Regions from separate parts of the Zea mays genome. Here regions 1 and 3 are each linked to region 2. A link is a contact called in public Hi-C data. All regions are on one chromosome and are shown on one strand. Each heading gives the region's core, a stretch centred on a gene start, on an enhancer-like site or on the middle of the called end of the contact. The rest is flanking DNA. Distances are from core to core; before and after follow the strand shown. Region 1 holds the start of LOC100303813 (putative magnesium transporter NIPA8). Region 2 holds the start of LOC100217023 (putative BOI-related E3 ubiquitin-protein ligase 2). Region 3 holds the start of LOC100276641.

Region 1 (2,700 bases), core at 57-2,556, 340 kb after region 2:
TAGTTTCTCATAGCCATAAAACGGTTGTTCCTTCTTTTTTTTTGCGCATAAAAACAGCTACAATCACATTGATTTCAAAGGATGTTAAGCATTAATGTAGACAATGTTCAAATACCACAGCAAAGGTTAGCTACAAAGCTACCGAAATTGGGCTGGGGAATCAAGCTATATTTGATCTACTGTCCTACAGTTTGTCATCAAATGCACAATTTATTGTTAACAGTACCTTCAGGTGCACTAGAAATAGCTAACTAGCCAATGAAGATCCTAATCAGTTAATGCAACATTTCCTCATAAAGGCTATAAAACATAGATGAAATGGCTAGGTCATCTGGTTACAAAAAAAAGGATGTTACTAGGGTTCAGTTTTTTTGCTTTCTTTTTTAAAAGAAAATGGATTTAGACTAAAGGTGTTTTCTCCTCAGCTGACCAAATGGGTCAAACTAGGGCACCCACATGTATGTTCTCCTTGATCTTTTCACTGGAACACATATATGAAGTATATTACAAGTAAGAACAAGGAGCACAATTCAAAAACATATAATATCCACCTGATCATGGCCCAACTTCAGAAGGTTAGTACCAAAGTTTATGGCAACACTTCCCACGATGTTTATCAACGCCCCTATAATCCAATCGCCCATGAGTCAAGTGCAAAGTTATCTCCTACAAATATATGATATGCTCCTTCCACAAGCCCCTTGTACAACAGCTCCTTGCTCTTGTTTTTGACATATGGACTTCAATTCATCGAGAACTTTGTCTCTTTCCCATTTTCTCTCTTTTTTTTTTTTTGAGTAGGTGTATTCACCCCAGCAGTCTGTTACAAACCTGAAACCTCTGCAAGAACCACTGTGGAGCTCAGCCTGCAAAACAAGACACAAATGTCATCGTCAGACACACACAATCGAGATGTTGTTCCAATGGTCATTTGAAGATAGGGTCATTCCAGGAGGCATTCAAAGAGGCAAAGAGCATGTGTAGCACCAGGGGGCGGACCCCAGATAATTTTTGCAAAACAATCGAAGCTCGTAGGCATGCATATAAAGTTTGTAATCAGATCAGATCCGAATACAGATAGCAAGTTAGGGTTTGGGTGCTCGGTTTCGCACAGCAGGAAAGGAAGGCCAAAGGGTGGGCGTACCTGGTGGTGCACGTCGCCGGCGAAGGGACCGGAGAAGACCTGACCACCTGGCGTGGGGCGGCAGCGACCTCGGCCGAAAAAGACCCGCGTACCTGGCGCTGGTGAGCGTAAACGTCGCCAAGAGAGAAGGGAGGGAGGGAGGGAAGAAGAGAGGAGATCTCGGGAGGGGAGGGAGCTAGGGAGATAGAGCGCGCACGCTGAAAGGAAATGGAACAAGGAAAAGTAACAAGAGGACAAGAGGTGGTGGGCAGGCAAAGATTCGCGTGCGCCGTCGGATCTCGATCTCGCGGCCCGGGAGGATGGGGCCAGGAAAGGGAACAGCCAGAGACAGACAGGGCAGCTTGCAGCGGCCAGCGGGTCTCACGCCTCGGTTTTCAAACAGCTACGTCGCAACAGCTTGTTGCGTGGCCATGTGGATTAATTCGGTGCTCAAAAGGTTTCATTTATTTTAATGGATTTTTAAAATCGAAGTGTCCTGCGAGTGGAACAAGGGTCGGTCTCAGCATCGGTTGGGGGTTGGACTTTCGTTTCACCGTCGTCGGAGCATCTTTTGCTTCATTTGCAAAATTCTGATGCCAGCTTTGAGGAACAATTAAGCTAAGCCACCGGCTTTGAGGGAAGGAGGTTCGTTCAGCTTTCTACGTTGTCGTTGCACTTTCAACTGTGGTTCCAACCGTGGCGGAGCTGGTCTAGTCTATAATTAAAGCCCGGACACCGTTATAAATTTCTAAAGTTCACATAAACTCGAACTAATTATAGACTAATAATTTTAAGAAAATGTAATAGTAATCTTCAAGCATATAATCGTTAAGTGCTAACAAATTTAAAAAGTAGCACCGTGAATAACTCGAGATGGTAGAGAACGAGGCACATAAGTTTGGCTGCCAGAGGAAAAACATTTTAAACATGAAGAGTACCAAGAAAATTTGAATCCTAGAGATGAAGTGCGAAATCAAGTGGACCTCAGAATTTGGGGACTTGAAAAGGTTGGAGAATTGAAATGGTTAGAACGCATATCATGTGTTGCATCATATTGAACTAGTCAGCAGAAGAACGAAGGAAAGATCTGCCTCGAAAGGACCTGCTTCCGGATAGTCTCGGGGCATGATCCTAGAGTCGGATGAAACGGAGAAGGGAGGTCAGACGGATCGATAGGAAGTCAATCGAGTAGATTCCGCGTCTGGTCTAGGACTGACCCGTCGTAAGTGACTAACCACATTAATTGTGTCTGGCACAGGGGTGAGCAAAATACCCAATACCAGAATCCTAAACCTGTCATAAGCGACTGGCCACATTAAATGTGCCTGGCACTAGGGGTGGGCAAAATACCGATATTGGAATCATGAACCCGAATCCGAATTACCCGAACTCGAAATACCCAATCACAATTTTGGGTAGCAATAATAAAAACTCAAATTTATTGTGGGTAGTTCGAGTAATGTTACTCGGTACCCGAACTACCCGAAATGCAAAGACACAAAGTGGTTTTTTATGCAATATAAATCTATTATTTGGAACAAATTAATATATATTTAGGCTAACTTAGTAATTGATTT
Region 2 (2,700 bases), core at 134-2,633:
ATGAGCTGCCGGAGTAATCGTGGACTCTAATCCCTGTACGTACACACACGGATCGATGTAACTGACGGACGTACAGTACAGATCAGACAGCGCCGGTCAAATCCTTGTGCCTACTTTTGTTCAGCAAAAGTACGTACATCTTATATATATTTCCTAGTCGTCTGAAACAGGGAGTACGACATGAGGTTGCCTTGAATTCTTGGTCCATCGTCGTCTGAAATGGAGAAACTTTGCTACCATGAATTCTTGGTAGTCAAAACTGAGAACGTCACTGATCTGGACGCCAATCACTGCAAGCTATAGGTGCTCTGTGCGGCAGCGCGAACGGTATGTGACCTGTAGCACGAGCTGGTCTTCTCTATGTCAAGCTGGACGATCCACGTCTGATGGTCGGACGGTCCGTATGTGTGCAGAGGCAGTGGCGTTCATCAACAGCACCTAGATCTGACCCTCAAGAGAGACCTGTCAGAGAGGAGAAATCCTAGTGTTTATCTTGGGATCAGTATGCCACCTAAGACGCCTCCAGACGACATATAGTCGAAGAGAGGTGAAGATTGAGGTGAATTATTTATGTGCCTAGATTTATTGTCATCTACTTAAATATGCACATAAAAGTAAAAAGGTTAAAGCAAATTGTATATTAGGACAGAGGTCAGAGGGAGTATTTTTTTTGTTATACTAACACATCCTTAATTTTAGTCCTGTGCCCGCCACTGGTTGTACCAAGCATGGTGATCTAGCACAAGTTTACAAACGGAAGCATTATCCGACCATAATAATCCTTTATATAATTCGGATCATAATAATTCAACTGCCTTGTGATCCAAACGGTCCCGGACATTTGAAACGACGATTGCGTCGTGTTGGGTTGGGTTTAGGCGGCCTTTTACTAGCTTGCGCCACCGCCCACCGCTCGGAATGAATACAAGTGAGCCGTGTATAGACACACTTTCACTTGTCCTCAAAGCAAAGAACAGGGAGCATAAAAGGGCACAGCCAAAGGGGAGGCATCCCTAGCTCATGCCCCCACGTCCTTTCACCATTGCTGCGTCACAAAGCTAAGGCCCGGCGGGTATGGATGGTAAGCGATTCAAAATTATTAAAGCGCGGACAGAGAAAGTGGACAGAAACGAAAAGGCAGGGTATCAGATCAGCGCATGAGAGCATCGCGCTGCCGTGGTGTGATATCCAGCATCTGACGTAGCCTAGCTAGGGGTGTTTTGTTCATGGTCCCGCCGCACGCCGGGTCGGCGACGTGTCTTCCTCATCAGCTGACCGCTAAACTCCATGTCTCCATCGCCCTGAGTGCCATATATAGCCTAGCTCGTGCCCCCCTCGGCTTGTCGTCCCACTGCACTCCCACCGCCCAAGCTTTACTACGTGATCGATCCGATCCGCCGCGGCGCGTAGGAAACCATCCTCCCCCCGCGCCTCGTGCCATGGCCGTGCACGCGCAGTACCACGCCCACGCCTTCCCACATGACCTCCGCGCCATCCCCAGGTTCGTCTCGTCGTCCTGACTCCTGAATCCGCTCCTCCTATTAATCTTCTCCTTCTATCTATATTAATCCGTCCGCCATCGCCGAAACCACCGCAACGTCGCCGCTGCGCCCATCGTCACCCGCGTGCTCGCCTTGTTCCGCAGCTGCCCAGCGCTGGACAACGCCACGAGCGCGTCGGCGTTCCTCGTCGCCGACGCCGACCCCGCACCCGCGGCTGGCGGCAACACGGCGCTCAGCGGCCTCACCCGCAACGGCAACAGCCACGGCAGAGGTTGCCTCGGCGGCGCAAGGAAGCGCGCTCGTGTGACTATGGACCTGCAACTGCAAGGCCAGCGCGCTCTGCTGCCCCCGGTGCCGCAGGCGTTGGCGTCCGCGGGGGGCGTGCAGAGCAGGGCGCTCTGCTCTGGCTCCGCGTCCACCAGCCAGCGACCGGCTAGCGCCGCGCCAGTGTCGCAGGGCCTCCTCCCGCACATCTACCGCCACAGCGTCGAGATCGACCTGCTTCTCCGCGTCGAGGTCGGATCCTTGACCCTTTTTTTTTGTCGGGGGAACGCTTGTCGATGCTCCTTGTTCGGAGGTCTAACAATTGATTGGTCTGTGCGGCGCAGACTGAGCGGCTGCAGGCAGGGCTCCAGGACGCGCGGCGCCGGCACGCCCGCGCCGTGCTGTCCGCGGTGGGACGCGGCGCGGCGCGGCGCCTGAGGGCGGCGGAGGCCGGGCTGGAGCGCGCGCTGGCGCGCAACGCGGAGCTCGACGACAGGCTCCGGCAGACGGTGGCCGAGGGGCAGGCGTGGCAGGGCGTCGCCGCGGGGCTACGCGCCACGCTCGACAGCCTCACGCAGGCGCAGGCGCCATGCGCTGGCGAGGGCGACGTCGAGGACGCGCAGTCGTGCTGCTTCGACCTGGTGGAGCAGGAACAGGGAGCCGACGAGGCGTCCGGCGGGCGGACGAGGGCGTGCAGGTCGTGCGGCGACGCGGAGGCGTGCGTGCTGCTGCTGCCGTGCCGGCACCTGTGCCTGTGCCGCGGGTGCGAGGCGGCGGCTGGCGAGGCGTGCCCCGTGTGCGCGGCCACCAAGAACGGCTCGCTCCACGTCCTCCTCTCCTGATTCATTCATCCATGGCCCGTGCCACCGCGTTCGCTTCGAATTGAAGGAGGCATCACGAAACGAGAACCAAGTGGAAGAGGTGGTGGAGGACA
Region 3 (2,700 bases), core at 21-2,520, 370 kb before region 2:
GACGTCAGGACGAGGAAGTCGCATGCGCCGCTGAGCCGGGCTGAAGGCATCCGGAGACGCTGCGGAGCCGCGGAGGAGGCATCGCCCACCGAGTACCGACCGTGTGATTCCGTGAGGTGCCACCTGCCACGCACCGTCCATCGACGTTGGTGGTGGCTCGCAGGAGCGGCTTTGGACCCAGGGTTCACCGTCCTGCTGACCACGCGGAAGCCGGCGCGCAGCCATCGGGGCTTGCCGACCCGTTCGGCCTAAAATTCGCGTGTAGAAGAGTGACCTCACGTGGTAGAGATGATAATAGATTGTGATTTAAATGTTTCTTTATAATTTATTAAGTTTTAAATTATTTCTAGTTGAAAAATAAAATAGAAATAAAATCTGATCCTAAATTGATCTTTAAATTTTATAGTATACATTATATAACCTATCGTCACACTAGACGTGGGAGAGGACTTCGGCACCGTCCGGCGTCGTGGCGGCGCCGTGGCTACCGGCTATCCCGTCACTGCGGTGCGGGGTAGGGGAGGCCGCATCCACACAGTCACAATCGATCGGTACGTCGGTCACCGGCGGGACGGTACTAGTGGCCCGGGAAGCGTCAGAGCGGGACGGCGCTTGTATTGCTCCGTTGAAAAACCGGTGGAGCAGGAGATCCAAGTAGGCAGTACGTACGTTGCTGCAGCCTGCAGCCCGCAGTACAAGCTTGTGATATATTTTTCTCTATCTTGATTGTATATATCCTTATCTTCCCTGTTTGCATAGGAGGAAAAATCTCCGTCTCCATCGCCGCGAAAGATCGCGGTAGAGATTTTGGTCCATCGTTTGTATAATAGAGTTTGAATATGTGGACGAGTGAATAAACTGATGCAGATAATAAAAGCAGTAAAGATATACAAGGAGTACAATACCCACAAGTACGCGTGTAAAACTAGGCAGTGCGCACGTAGCAGCAGGCCAGGAGCGTGTCCTCTCCGCCGGGCCCGAATGGATCCAAATCCGTTGCCGCGCAAACGACGAGATCCGGGGTGGGGGAGGGGGGGCAGCGGTTACACCGCACCGGAGGGCATCGGCGTCCTCGTTTGGATCCAGCCCAGCGAGGGTGAAGGGCTGTGCGCCGATGGCCTGTGGGCCCGAGGGGCCCACGGGTTGGGTTGGCGGAGGGATTCCCGGGCAGCCCCTACCCGGCCTGCCCGCGGGCACCTCTGCTCTGACCTCTCGCCGGCTATAAAACGGGCGCCAAGGCCTGGATAACGCAGTTTGCCGCTCTGTGAGCCTGCTGCCGTCTTCTTCCGCCGCCGCCGCCGTCGTCTTCGTCCGTAGGTAGCCTCCTCTCTCCTGTCCTCGCTTGATCTTATCTACTAGTAGTACTCCTGATGAGACGCTAAGAAATCTCGCTTATATTATGTTAACCCTGAAACCGAAAGTGAGTCTTGTGCAACTGTAAAAACTGGGACGTCACTGAACGAACGATAGCCTGGGTTCGTTCGGTCGTAGTGGAGGATACAGCAACATCCTCTTAAGTTGAATTTACGAACGCAGTTAATTTGTTTCCCTGTGCCGTTCGCTGCGTTACGCACAAGGATCTTTACTCCTGGATTTCAATTTATTTATTTTCCCCCCGCATTTAAGTATTGCGGCTTGCCTTGCCTTGCCTTCTGGATGTCGCGTTGCGCCGCTGGCTGATGATGGCCTATGTCCTGGCATGTGCAGCAGATCAGAGAGCGGGGAGGAAGAAAAAGCGATCGATGGCGTCCAACTACGTGGACACGACGGGCGAGGAGGGACGGTTCCACGGCCCTCACAGCCACAGCACCAGCACGACCCCGACGGGCGGCGCGGCGGCGGCGGCGGCATCGCCGCGCAACTTCCGGCGCAGCTTCTCCTCCGCGTCCTCCGCGGGCCACAGCCACGGCGGCGGCGGCGGCGGGGCCAAGTGCGTGTGCGCGCCCGCGACCCACGCCGGGTCGTTCAAGTGCCGGCTCCACCGCACCAACTCCCAGGGCCACGGCCACGGCCACCCGCACCCGTCCCCGCCGGCCTCCCCCGCCGCGCCGGCGCAGGGCGTCTCGTCTTCCGCTTCCTCCCGCACCGTCGAGGCCCTGTGAGTGTCCGAGGCCAAAGACGGGCGAGGCGTGGGGAAAGTGAGAAGATGATGGGATATACTTGTCGTGTCAGTCTGTCAGAAGGAAAGGAGTGAAGCTATTATTCCCTCTTGTTGTGATCCGCGCTGTTTTGCCTCTTCCCCCCTACCCGTTTCCTCCCTTCGTGCTGGTTGTGGTTCTAAATTCCTGATTGCCGGCCGTCCCGCCTTCTTCCTTGCCAAGACGAGACTCTCCTCCTCCTGCCACTGCTACCGCTGCTCCTCTCAACTGGTGAACTGGATCCTGATTTGGGGAGAAGGTTAAACTGGATGCCTTTCCATGTAATTAATTGCCTCTCTTTACCATTCTACGTGCTACTAGTATTGAAGTATCATCACCCTTGTTGTGTCCTTCTGTCTGTGGTGTGATGGTCATGGACTCATGGTCTGTGTTTCTTCGGTGAAGAGTTCGTACCCGTACATAAAAGATCTTCAATCAGTGGCCGGTTTGGTACCTGTTTGGTTCAGCTTTTTTCTGACCAGCTTTTCTGAAAATCTGGCTGTGGTGAGAATCTGGCTGTGGGGAGAATCTGAGTATAATTACGATTACGTGTGGAGGAAGA

Evidence for each region. Hi-C and Micro-C count contacts between places; a contact is called where the count stands out from the background.
Region 1: a Hi-C map of leaf shows a contact between it and region 2, with 5 times the contacts expected there. The contact joins the promoter of LOC100303813 here to the promoter of LOC100217023 in region 2. A contact is called at or near these places in 2 of 25 Hi-C or Micro-C datasets (leaf and tassel).
Region 3: a Hi-C map of endosperm shows a contact between it and region 2, with 2.7 times the contacts expected there. The contact joins the promoter of LOC100276641 here to the promoter of LOC100217023 in region 2. A contact is called at or near these places in 3 of 25 Hi-C or Micro-C datasets (bundle sheath, ear and endosperm).

Annotation. Positions count from the first base shown.
Region 1 is chr5:170,183,171-170,185,870 of Zm-B73-REFERENCE-NAM-5.0, reverse strand. It overlaps LOC100303813 (putative magnesium transporter NIPA8), which reads right to left and starts at 1,306. Exons shown (of 14, transcript NM_001165443.1): 1 at 1,145-1,306; 2 at 552-866. The coding sequence starts at 644.
Region 2 is chr5:170,519,191-170,521,890 of Zm-B73-REFERENCE-NAM-5.0, reverse strand. It overlaps LOC100217023 (putative BOI-related E3 ubiquitin-protein ligase 2), which reads left to right and starts at 1,383. Exons shown (of 3, transcript NM_001143397.1): 1 at 1,383-1,501; 2 at 1,646-2,018; 3 at 2,111-2,700. The coding sequence starts at 1,440. The coding sequence ends at 2,608.
Region 3 is chr5:170,884,492-170,887,191 of Zm-B73-REFERENCE-NAM-5.0, reverse strand. LOC100276641 reads left to right here and starts at 1,270. Exons shown (of 1, transcript NM_001174570.1): 1 at 1,270-2,612. The coding sequence starts at 1,700. The coding sequence ends at 2,194.